Regions from separate parts of the Danio rerio genome. Here region 1 is linked to region 2. Evidence: chromatin contacts called from public Hi-C data. All regions are on one chromosome and are shown on one strand. The core of a region is the stretch at or near the end of the contact, and the rest is flanking DNA. Distances in the headings are between cores, read along the strand shown. Region 1 holds the start of atp5mc3a (ATP synthase membrane subunit c locus 3a). Region 2 holds the start of evx2 (even-skipped homeobox 2).

Region 1 (6,853 bases), core at 1,800-4,299, 340 kb before region 2:
ATATATATATATATATAGTTTATACACATCTGAAACTCTCTGGAAATACAAAATGTCATTCCAATACAGCAACTTGAACAGTAACATGTAATAATTTTTTGTGTCGTATTAATATTTATGTCATGGATTCAATTTGGCCTCCACCACAAGAATATTTCAAAACCGTGGGAAGCACTATATTTTATAATTAATATTATTCTTATAATTTAGACAAATCACCTCAGGTTTGGCCTCTGGTCTGGAAAGCACAGCAGCAGAAACTGGCCTGTACACGGACCTGGAGCCTGCACGCACCTGAAACACACACAAAAACATCAATGGATTATAGTAGAATGACGATAGAAATGTTCTAAAAAGTTATATATTTATAAGATGTTCACAAAAGTTATTATTTTAGTTATAAGTTTTATATAATTACAGTGGTTCCTCACTACAACACGGTTCACCTTTCGTGGTTTCGCATTTTTACCAATTTTTTAGTGTGGAAATTGACATGATTTTTTTTTTACGGTGCATTGTGTTCTGTGTCCTGATTGGCTGTAGACTATGGTCAATCAATCTCCTTCATGCCGTGCATATTGCACAGTACAGAATGCATTCAGGTTGCCAAATTGACATAAATCCTCAATCACTAGCAAAGTGACTGAAGTGCTGAACTGTATGAATGCAAGTTTTCTCCTCATAATGTTGATGGATCATTCTGCACCGTCAAAAGCACCTGGGGGAGCAACCAAAAGGCAGAGGAAGATGCTAACCATTGCACAATAAGTTGAGCTTCTGGACATGCTAAAGAAAGGTTGAAGTTATGCAGCTGTAGGGCACCATCACGGAAACAAATGAATGTTTGGTTCATTAGATAAAGGAGCAAAGGAGCAAAAACATAAGTGTTAAAAAAAAGAGGGAGAAAAGTGGGAAATTGTTAATGCCTGTCTAAGAAAACGATAATAAGCATGGTGAGGGGTTTTACAGCCTCTAAACATTTATAATAATATAATAATTGTAAAAAATAAAGCGGACTACTTAGTGGATTTCGCCTATTGTAGGGTATTTTTAGAATGTAACTCCCACGATTATTAACAAGGGACTACTGTATACCAATTAGGTAAACATATATGTAAAAACAAAACTACACAACAAATTTTATGTATATCAGAAATATATTAAATGTATATGATATACACACACATATAAAGGGTTCATACACATTTTTACTATTAAAATTTCATGACTTTCCCATGATTTTTCCAAGACTTTCAAGCCAATTTTCATGACCTAATGTTTCATGCAATGTCTACATATGCGTAAGAAACAATACATATTTAAATTTATTACAGTATATTGTAAAACACGCAAGTTTCAATTTACATTTATTCATTAATTTTCTTTTCGGCTTAGTCCCTTTATTTATCCGGGGTCAAAAATTACTGATGATATTTCATCCAAATAAAATCCATATATCATATTCATTCATTCATTCTCCTTCGGCTAAGTCCCTTATTTATCAGAGGAGCCAAAGCGGAAAGAATCGCAAACTTATCCAGCATATGTATTACGCAGCGGATGCCCTTCCAGCTGTAACCCATCACTGGGAAACATCCATACGCACTCATTAACACTCATACACTACAGACAATTTAGCCTACCCAATTCCCCTATTGCGCATGTGTTTGGACTGTGTGGGAAACCGGAGCACACGGAGGGAACCCACGCCAACATGGGGAGAACATGCAAACTCTAAACAGAAATGCCAACTAGCCCAGCCGAGGCTCGAACCAGCGACCTTCTTGCTGTAAGGCGATTAAGCGCCACTGTGACGCCCAATATATATTTATATCTATATATTAAAAAAAATTATTTAGATAATGCTTACACCGAACTAATAATGTGAGAGTATGTGATTGGCCAAGGACAGAAAAAAGTAAACACAACTAACCTATATTCAAGTATACAAATATCTGTTTTCCATGACTTTTCCAAAACTGTGTTGGTTTTTCCCAAAACTTTTCCAGGCCTGGAAAATGCCATGTCAAAGGCCAACTGACCTAGCTAATTACTTAGCTTATATTTTGTTATTATTATAACAGCTCAGGGATGATTTTTTTAATAAAAGGGTTGGAAATGAATGCTTGTTTTCTTTTTTCATCCAATTAATCGATTAATATTATAATATAATTTATTATTCTAAATGCATACACACCTAAAAAATGGCTATGGTTTCAAGTCCCCTCACTCCTATATTATGATATCACGGCTTTTTGTTACTTTGTGGGGCCAAATATTTCAAAACTAAAGCAAAAAGGTCAAAGGTGAATACAGCGCCTGATGTCAGCGTTAACCCTATTAAACCAGTCAATCATGAATGGATTTTTTTAACAACAACTAATTCCCTGTGACATAACGCTTTTTGAGCTAACGTTACCTTTAAATTGTATTTACTTTTTAACAGCCCTAGCACTTTCCCCCCTCTTTTCTTGTTTGTTTTGTTCGCTATTTTTGTTATTACTGAGGAGTTTATACGGTTATTACGTTATACATCTTTGTACCGTTAATATTGTATTCTTGTTAACAATTCAAATTTTAAAAAGAAGCCGTCCGTTAAAAAAAACGAACGAATTACTGACGTCAAACTGAACCGGCTGCAGGCCAAACGGCGGCGTCTTGTAATGAAAACTCGTCCTTTAAGCACAATAACAGTGTTTATTTGATCAAACATCACTCACCAGGGCAGGTGTGGAGACGAACTTTGCGCAGGTGAACATCTTGAAATATGAGTGAGTTTGTGAGCGGCCCGGGACTTCTGCAAACACAAAACATATATGTAACGTTAAGGTCAGAAAGGATTTCTGTGAAGAGCTTTACAAATACTGCAGGTCGACGACATTGAAATAATCTGCTAACACCGTCCGGCTTAAACCCGCATCTCTGCGCCCATACAAACAGAGGATGAAGGTGGATTTTTAAATCCTGAATGAAAACTAGCGTCCATGTTTAACTCACCGAAAGCAGAGGTCGAACCACCGGCTGAACTGCGCGTGCGCACAACTGACTCAGGTCAAAGAAGGGATACAGCTGTGGCAGGAAGTTAACGAGAATTGTTTATATTTTTGTATTTTATTAGCGTCTACTCCTAAACTCAACCCTCACTGTAATGTAAAAAAACAGTAATTATACCGCGTATTATTTACATTATTTAGTATATTACCCATTAAACTGTATTTTATTAACGTCTACCCCTAAACCCAACCCTCACAGTAATGTAAAAACTGTAAATATACCGTGTATTATTCACATTATTTATTATATTAACTATTAAATTGTATTTTATTAAAGTATACCTCTAGCCAAACCCTAAATTTAACCTTCAGAGTAATGTCAGAATATGAATTATTGTTGTACAGTTTCACACAAATTTTGCTATATCGATGTGAGTATCCGCAGCTGTATCCCCTCTAGACTTTACCGCGTAACGCCCCGGATGTAAGTGTAACGTCATAGCAAGGTCGTTGTTGCTTTCGAGCTTTATTTAAAAGTGATCGTTGACAATCCATCATCCGAGAAATATAAAACTTTGAATAATGTGATATCTGTATATAATGTAAATAACGCTTTATTTGAACATTTAGAGCAAAGAAGATTTAATAATTGATAGTATTTAAAGATAACAACAGCGCAGAAAATTACTGATGATATTTATTCTAAATAAAATCCACTTATCATATTCATTCATTCATTCATTCATTTTCCTTCGGCTTAGTCCCTTATTTATCAGAGGAGCCACAGCGGAATGATCCAGCTTATGTTTTACACAGCGGATGCCCTTCCAGCCGCAACCCAGTACTGGGAAACACCCATACACTCTTATTCACAGACACACTCATACACTACAGCTAATTTAGTTAATTAATTCCTCTATAGCGCATGTGTTTGGACTGTGGGGGAAACCGGGGCACCCAGAGAAAACCCACTCCAACATGGGGAAAACATGCAAACTCCACACAGTCACAGAAATGCCAACTGGTCCAGCCGACTCGAACCAGCGACCTTCTTGTTGTGAGGTGACAGTGCTAACCACTTAGCCACTGCGTCGCCTACAAGAATATCTAGTCTAATATTATTTACTGTCATCATGGCAAAGATAAAATAAATCAGTTATTAGAAATGAGTTATTAAAACTATTATGATTAGAAATGAGTTGAACAAATCTTAAACAGAAATTGGGGAAAAAACACGGGGGGCTAATAATTCTGGCTTCAACTATATATATATATATATATATATATATATATATATATATATATATATATATATATATATATATATATATATATGTATATTAGGTTAACTATTTTACAGTGTAGGTTTTAATAAGACTTAAACTTATAGTTATGTCATAAAAATGTGAGAATATGGCAAAAGGTCAAAATTGAAAGATAAAAGTCATAATTATGACCAAACCAATACTTTTTCATCACACACTGAGAAAAAAACCAGTAGAAAAATGAATTTAAAAAAAAAAACTGAATTTTATCCACATATTTACAGTTTTGTCTTTTTTTGTTACATTTTAAATTGATGTTGATTTAATTTAATAATAAATAAATTAAAAAGCAATAAATAAATAAACACAATCTATTAATTAAGGACATGTCATAATCAGTTAATTTTTAACTTTTAATTTTCCATCAGGATATTATGTTTTTTTACAGATATACATTACATATACACGTTAATAACTATGTCAAATCTTGACTTTTAATGTCATAGTTATGGTTACCAACGCATTGCATTTTCTTCTTTATTTGTCAGATGTGAACCATAACAAACACTGACCTATTTGTATTTCACATGCCATTTGATAGAGATATAAATAATGAAACATACCGTGCAAACGTCCTAATTACTATACCAGCTTTGTTGGCCTAAGACTTTTGCACAAAATATAATCAATCAGACTCTTTATTCAAAACAAACAGAAAATATAAGAAATATGAACAAAAAACAACAACAGCACAACATTTCCTCTTCAAGCAAGAGTCTGTGTTTAATGTGGCTTTGGCTCTTGGCACCTTTTGTTCTAATTGTCCTGACATTTTCTAAACTAATGTGCTGTGTAATAATAATATCAGGCTACTTTCAGCACTTTCCAGAGTTCTTCTTTAGGTTTAAAGCGTAATATCTTTCTTTTTCTATCCAGATGATCTCATACAGACTCGATAATATTCAGCTCTGGACACTGTGTAGGCCATTTCATGACTGCCTGTGTTTCATCAGCTGTTTTCGGTCTCCAAACAGCATTTCACTACAATCAGCGGATCATTATTATACTGAAAATTAAAACTATTACCAGAAGTAATAGCATAAAGGATTAAAACCTATATGTACTTTTTAACATTCACAATTTAGACAATATTGCTAACAACACGGCTAGAAATAGAGCTCAAACCAGGACAAACAGCCTCTCTCCAACATTGTCTGAAACTATTAAACCAAAATAATTAAAATTCTAAGCCAACTCCTGGCCTAACAAACCATTCATCAGCTGAAAGTTCATTTATTCACACTGTCTACATCAAAAAATGTTCAAATAATGACAAAAAATGTACACTTATGACTGGTTTTGTGGTGAAGGGTCACATATATAACTATATTACCATAAGTAAAACAACAGATTAAATGTTAAGCCTAACACATTTGCACTGTACTGTATTTGTTTTGAATTATTATATATTATAATATTAACCATTTCACATTCGACTAGATCATGCATCTCTCATTAATAAAAAAATAATAGTTATAAGAGTTCATATTTCTGTAATCCGGTCCCACACACACACACACACACAGTATGCATGTTCACCATACACATAGAAGTGTGTTTCAGCTCTGCGGGTCTCTGAGGTGTGAATGATGTCGGTGATGTTCTCCCCAAGCTCCTGTCACTGAGCGTCTGCTTATTCGTCTGCAGCTCCGCATGCAGTATTTGTCTGCTTGAGGGTGATGAATGGCCTGCGGGTGCCGCGGGTCGAGTGGAGGTTCAGGTAATGAGTGCAGTGAGTGTGACGAGCTCAGGTGCGATCAGTACAGGTGAGAAGAGCTCAATCACACTGTATCACTGCTACTAAAACATCTGACACATCTCTGAAATCATCATGCTACTCATCGAATTAGATTTGTTTATTGTATGGGGCTGTTGAATGATTCTGATTGGCTGATGAGCATACTAAAGTTATAATCAATTCAGTTTGAGTTTTTTTGTATAGAGAGTTTGGCAATAATAATTGTTCTGAATTGGCTTTAAAGGGCACATCGTTACATTACATTACAGTCAAAATCAGAAATTTTAAGGTGTTGTTTATAGGGACCAAACCGGCGATAAAATTAAATCAAAATTAATTGTTTTGATCAAATTAAAGCAAAATAATTGAATTAAAATATTGTTAACATAGACAATCTTATTGTCAAGTGCTACCTGTTTAACTAGGTATATGTCATGGTGTTAAGAACACTAAATATGTAATGTAAGTGTCTGAACATTAGCACAATGTGATTTGACAGGATTGCTTGACCTCTGCCTGTGGTGCATTGTGGGATGTGTCGCTCTCCAGCAGAGGGGGTCAGTGAGCCTGATGTGGTCCAGCATTGATCTCTGCTGAGTCTCAGTCTAGAAGAAACACACACACACACACACACAACACCTCCACATGCTGATCCTGTAGTTCTGGATACAAAACTGTGCAAAGCTACTGTGTTTACAGAATACTGCATCCCATAATGCAAAACTATTATCCCTGTGTGAATAATAAACTATAAAATATAATTGATCTAGTCTCACTTTATTACCTTGCCAGGTTAA
Region 2 (6,798 bases), core at 2,691-5,190:
ATTATGAGAATAATAATAATATGCAAAAGCTAATCATTTCGGATGGCAGTCAAAATGCATTTGGCTTAATGCAATTTAAACCTATGCGTGTCGTAACAAAATATTTCACCATTTTGATCTGTACAAGTGCTATTTTGCTATCTTTAAAATGAGGTTTTATAGGAAGAATTCCGCCCAGTGACAAAAAAAAATGTATGCAGACAGAAATGCATGAGCAATTTGTCTGAAGTTTGGGGTTGTGTGGATAATCCCATTATATTGTGAGTGAAGAGTCTCTACTGGGAGTATTATGGAAATATCGGTTTGGATTTAATGAGACTGCTCGCATCAGCGGAACATCTCTGAGAGAAAAGTCTACCCAGGCCGGCCAAGGTTCCAATAAGAAGATTGGAAATAGGACTCGGTGGAAAGGGATTTTTTTTTAAATAATAATCATAAAAAAATCTCAGGTAACGAATACCACGTTTAATACTGTACAATCTACACACCAAGAACAATGCGAAATGCTCAAGGTCTTTTATCTATCTTGTCTAATGACTTCCCACAGCGGGTTGTTATGCTTTGACAGCGAGTCTCTGAACGGGAACTTTCTTACATTTCCACATTCAAAGGAGGTCCATCAAGGTACATGATTGGCAATTTTCGTCATAATCTTCACATTATTAACAGCAGAATTGACATTGTAGCAGTAGTGCACATTTTATGCGCCTCACTCCTAGATCATCAGGGAGAGTCCCTCGAGCAGCAACACTTTCAGAATAGCATCGTTACATCTCGCGCCTGGTCCCCTATAACTGATGCTACTAAAGTGGCACAACCAGTGTATAGCTATTCTCTTTACTGCACACGGTGTGGATGTAACCAAAATAACACTTGCATACAGTGCCTAGTATTACAAACAAGCCAAATAATACTTAAAAATAAATTAAACATGTGCCTAGTAATACAAATAAGTCAAATAATACTTAAAATAAAATAAACATGTGCCTAGTAATACTGAAAAGTAAAGCATGTTGGTATAAATAACCGTATTTGATCAAATGTAATAGTGTGTGTGTGTGTGGTGATCTTAAAGGCCTTAACAGTGTATTTTAAATAGATATTTTTGTAATAATTCTGGGCGTACACTGGAATGAAAATGCTGTCCCTTTTGTAATTTAAAAATAATAACAATAATCCTAATAATTGCATGTGCTTTAAATAAAAGAAGTGTGTATGCCAGTAGTGAGCTATCTATTAAGCGCGCTTTCTTCTCTCTGGTCCGGTGAGGGCACCGCGGTTTTGCTGAGGACTGCCGCCGAGTATGGCAAAAATCCGCTCTCAGACCTTTGCCCGGTCGCCGTGCAGGTAAAATCAGAGCTGGAGCTCCTGGAGCCCAGTGCGCTGGCGGCCTGACTGCTGTGGCAGCTGAGACACGAGCACGGCCCGGTAGCCGAGGGCGCGCTGACCGCCGCAGCCGCTGCCGCCGCCGCCGCTGCCGCCGACGCAGCCGCCGAGCTGTTTAAACCAGCGGGTGACTGGTACAGTCCTGGATGTCGAAAGCTACACAGCAGCTCTGGGCGCGAATATGGATGAGAAAGCGCACGGAAAGTATCAAGGGGACGTATAGAGGTAGCAAAAGGTGAGGATGCGGCTCCTGAGGCGGCTGCCGCAGCAGCTGCTGCCGTGACACCGACATGGGGGTAATAGTGTAGTGGCATGTGGGAATGAAAAGGGTAAGGCAGACTTCCGGTGGCGGCGGCGTGCGTCATCATATAGGTGTAGAAGCTGGGATCGGCGGGATGTGGCCAGGACATGGCAAGCCGCTGCCGCTTGTCCTTCATTCGTCGATTCTGAAACCACACCTACACGTATCCACAGAACAGGTAACAATTAGGGATCAGGTGAGCAGGTGGGGAAAATTAAACATCACAGTTTTGAAATCTCATGGCTTGTGTATAAATAATATTTGTAAATTAATGTAGCTGATCTATTGAGAAACGAATTATTATTGTTGTTATTGTTAAGAGAGGAGAAATTGGTGTCACTTGCAATTCGACAAATAGTTTTGCAAATGCAACTAATTTTAATATCTTAGGAGAGCTCAGATGAAAAAGACGGGGTTCTGCATCAGACAAAATAAAATTGTCTGTATTACACAGTGCTTTAGCTACATCCCTGCATTATTTATGTCCACTATATAGAAATATTCTTTATATATATATATATATATATATATATATATATATATATATATATATATATATATAACAGAATGGATTATTATTTTAGATTTGGCAATGGGCATTTAAATGCGTGAATTTATAGTGCTAGAGCATGTAACCAGTTAATATTTGTTTGCTAAACATTATAAATTAGCAGGTACAAATTATATCCTGGTGAACAAAATCAGAGCATTACCTTTATTGTTGTTTCGGGCAGGTTTAATGCTGCGGCTAATTCACATCTCCTGGGTCTCGAGACGTAGTTTTCCCTGTAAAATTCTTTCTCCAGTCTTCCAATCTGCTCTCGGGTAAAAGCAGTCCGGTACCTCCTCACCTGGTCCGAGCTCGAGCTGCTGTTTCCCATGGAATTACCGTTAAGATTCGATAGAGAGGATGAACTTGTATTGGAGCCTCCTGAATTGCTGTCCGAGAAACCTAAATCGGATAACGAAAGAGATACAATTCAAATGTATAAATATTTTACAAATATATTTTGAGGTAAAAAACACATTAATTTGAACATTAAAATAATGAACAAAGAAAATCATGCATTTGTAAAATAAGTTAAATTAAACGGGAACGTTTTGGGATCGCATTACATTTTTTTTACTCAGAGATTCAGTGTAAAATATTTTGAATAAACGAAAGATCTAAAGGAAAAAATAAAATGCAATTACATATACACAATTAAATGCAAACGTTTGCATATATATTTTTTTTAAAACGCTAAATGTGTACACTACATAATGCAACGACAGACAATTTATTTCGATAAATGCATCGACATGCTAGCACTCAGACATTAGGAAAAATGCAACACTAAAATATTACTGAACACACAATAAAAAAAATAAATACTAAGCACATTTAAACCATTAATATAAACCAAATTCTAAAGCAGTTATCTTTAAAAAATAAATATCGACATAAACAAATTGAAAAAAAAACGCCTTTTCACGCAATTTCTTTACCTTTATTGTTGTTCTCCTTGTGTTGGCTGATGCTGCCCGGGGAACGATGAGACGGGCAGCCCACTTCCACATCGCTGTTCATGTCGGAGTCAGGAGAAACTTCAGGATACAGGTTTATTTTCTTCCGGCTTTCGGAGGACGACACTTCTGTTGAGGAAGTGTTGTCGTTGTGGTGGTTCCCAAATAAGCTGTCGATCTCGAACTTGCCTTTGGTGGGAATATCCCCATGCAGCGAGGCGGAAGTTATTCTCGGGCTGAGGCGACCTGCGTGCTGGGAATTTTCCAGGGCCTCGAGCACCGCGTTCCCGGCCGAGTCGGTGAGGTTGGAGAGCCTCTTCCCTGCCACTGGACTGTGTAGTCCCCTTTCCATCAGAATCATTTCTTTTCTTATCCTCTCCATCATGAAGTCGTGCAGAAAAAATCCAAAGTCCCAGGGCTGGTGCTCCGATGACTGGTGGCGGATCTAATCCGCATTCAGCTCAGCTGCCGCCTCTAAATAATATAACACCTTTATGAGCTGGAAGGCAAAAAAAAACAGAGGAATGCCAGTGCGGGCAACGAATGACTGCTCAAAATGACCCGCGCATCCTCTCTGGTCCAGAAAGTCATTCATCAAAAAGTGGTTTGCGCCTTCGTCGTTAAAGGTGCGCGTGACGCGGCTCGAATGATCATTTATTGTAACAGGTTTATAAGCAAATAAATAGGAGAGAGACTGTCATCGGTTGATAGAGTCGGCCCTTGATCGGCCAGACGCGTATATCCAGGTGGAGAGAGAGAGGAGAAGTGAGGAGAGAGCAGCTTCTGATCTGAGTCTGTTTTAGATGGCTCCTGGGGTTGGCCTCTGGGGTGAAATTGACAGTCTGATTAATAAAATGAGCGCGGCAACATTTCCCTCTTCATTTAGGAATATCATTATGCTTTGATTCTCTATTGTTCCTTCCTTCTGTTCTGGCTCTCCCTCTCCCTCTCTCTCTCCCTCTCTGAGCTCTGTTTCTTTTTTCTTTCTCTGTCGATTATTTCACACAGACGTTTTCGAATGAGAGGCATTAGTTAAAGATTTTTTTTTTTTTTTGCATCCAATTAGAAGATCCCGTTGCGAATATGGTTGTTTCTTTTCAAAATAACGATACGGACACATTGCATTTATAGTATTATTATTTAAACGATGCTGTTTTTCTTGTATTTGTTGGAGATTAATTATATATTTTTTTTCTGGAAAAAAACAGCACACATAACTACAAATTTGCGCATTATTAATTGATAAAATTATTTATTATTTTCTTACTGATGGACGTTTTCTAAAATGTGTTTTATTTAGCTGATATTGCTGAAATCAGGAGATGCAATGTTTTTTATTTATTTTTTAATAATGTCATCCTTTTTTTTATTTCTGACAATAAATGACGATGTCGTTTTTAAATACATGTTTAAAATGCATAAACGAAATTAAACATTTATTATAAGACAAGAGAAAAGAAGGAACAAATATGCATGTTTTAGCATTAGGATATACGGATAGCCTAGCATCTGTAATGTGTATTTCTAAATAATTATAGTTTTGCCGGTATCAAAACTCTACAGGGATTATAGCTAATAATAATGATAAATAACAAGTCAAACATCGCTGGTCATATACACACAAGAAATCTGATGCAAATGCAAAAAGCAATAATATTTACTTATTACCGCCCTGCACTGTGAATGCTTGTCATTCAGAGAATTTCTGAAATAAAAATTAAAACAGAAAGTTTATCTATAATTCCGAGGCTATAGTCTGTGCACTCAAATCAAGTGTTAACGCGGGGGCGTAAGCGTCTCTTTAAGGCGAGGTTAAGTTATCCACTTGAGAGAGATAGATAGAGAGAGAGAGAGAGAGAGAGAGAGACTGACCGAAATGCGTACTGAAATATTTTTTGCGTTCTTTGTCGCCCTCGCCAGTTTTTCAACAGATAATACAACACCTCTAATTTCTGTGTGCTCTTCAAATACGTTCTCATAGACAGCCTATATCCAATTAGTGCACTTACCAGTTTGTTCATTTTTAGTATCCTATTAATTATATCTTAATTTTGATACACAGACTCAAATAGCATGTTTGGTTAATAGACAAGAATAAAATAAATAATAATAATAATAATAATAATAATAATAATAATAATGCCTTAAAATAAGATATTGCTATAAACTGTCCCTGATGTGTGTAATTTGACGAGAGCCTTGATCACTTTCCATCCCATTTGTCTGCCAAAATGGACACAAAATAGATTATCAATGTAATTAAATAACAGCACGGTTTGTGAAGTGAATATCCTTTGCAGAAATATTGTAGTATTGTAAAGTAATGCATAGAATATTCATTCATTATTTTTTTCTTTGGTATTCATTTGTCCTTTCAGCTGCAACCCAGTACTGGGAAACATCCATAATTATTCACACACTATGGGCAATTTAGTTCAACAATTCCCCTATAGCGCATGAGTTTGGACTGGGGAAAACCAGTATATAAAAATATATATATATGAAATGCATTTTTATAATTATTTTAAACCTATTTAAAATTATGGCGGATAAGCCTAAGCAAAATGAATTAATTATAAACAAACAAACAAAAAAAAATGTTCTTTACAACAAACCCTAGCGTCGCTAAAACCCAAATTTGTGTGCATTTCTACGTGGAACACGATAGAAGATAAGAGACTTGTTTTACTTGTTTTCATAAGACTGAAAAAAAAAAACAATACTGACTTATTTTTTGTGTTGCACTTAAAAGTTCATACAGGTTATGAATGACATGGTGGGCACACATGAATGACACACGGTATTCTGGAACAATAAGATATCAGTTTTGTGGTTCATCTTCTAAATCAAGTCAGTCGTATTTTAATGCACTTTTCAGATTATCTTTGATCATTTTTTAAGTAAAACATTACAGTCGGGCGGCAAGGTGGCTTAGTGTTTAGCACTGTTGCCTCACAGCAAGAAGGCCGCTAATTCGAGTCCCGGCTGGGTCAGTTAGCATTTCTGTGTGGAGTTTGCATTTTCTTCCCGTATTGGCGTGGGTTTCCTCCGGGTGCTGGGGTATTGTGTTGTGGCGCTATAGGGGAATTGAATAAATATTTGCCATAGTGTATGTGTGTGTTTGTGATTGAGAGTGTATGGGTGTTTCACATGACCCGGTTACAGCTGGAAGTGCATCTGCTGCTTAAAACATATGCCTGAATATTTGTTGGTTCATTCCCCTGTGGAGACTTATCCCAATGAAAATTAATAAATGAATTGCTAGTCATAAACATTTCTCATTTGGTTTGATTCACAATGTAAAATAGTTGTGATAGCCTATTATTAGCTACACACATATGCAATTCAGAAATATTTTGTAATATAAAGACTTTAATTCAAAGTGTGCAACCTAAATTATACTAATTAAAACTGTGGAATGCACGATTGGGAAATTTCTAGCAAGACGATAATCCATCTGTGCACAAATGCATGCTCTCACCAAACATTTCAGTGATCCCGACAGCATTCTTTAAACCTGTGTGCTTAAAAAATAATCGACCGTAATAATTAGATTTAAACAAAGTTACATGTAAGAAGTTATAACGTGAAAATGAAACATGTTC

The links. Hi-C and Micro-C count contacts between places; a contact is called where the count stands out from the background.
Region 1: a contact with region 2 is called in a Hi-C map of an unstated tissue, with 4 times the contacts expected there. The contact joins the promoter of atp5mc3a here to the promoter of evx2 in region 2. A contact is called at or near these places in 2 of 18 Hi-C or Micro-C datasets (embryo and an unstated tissue) and 1 of 4 datasets of contacts at active chromatin or transcription factors (embryo).

The regions. Positions count from the first base shown.
Region 1 is chr9:2,333,014-2,339,866 of GRCz12tu, reverse strand. atp5mc3a (ATP synthase membrane subunit c locus 3a) reads right to left here and starts at 3,049. Exons shown (of 5, transcript NM_201176.1): 1 at 2,998-3,049; 2 at 2,721-2,797; 3 at 220-294. The coding sequence starts at 2,759.
Region 2 is chr9:1,997,379-2,004,176 of GRCz12tu, reverse strand. It overlaps evx2 (even-skipped homeobox 2), which reads right to left and starts at 3,940. Exons shown (of 3, transcript NM_131232.2): 1 at 3,176-3,940; 2 at 2,401-2,639; 3 at 1-1,844. The coding sequence starts at 3,578. The coding sequence ends at 1,230.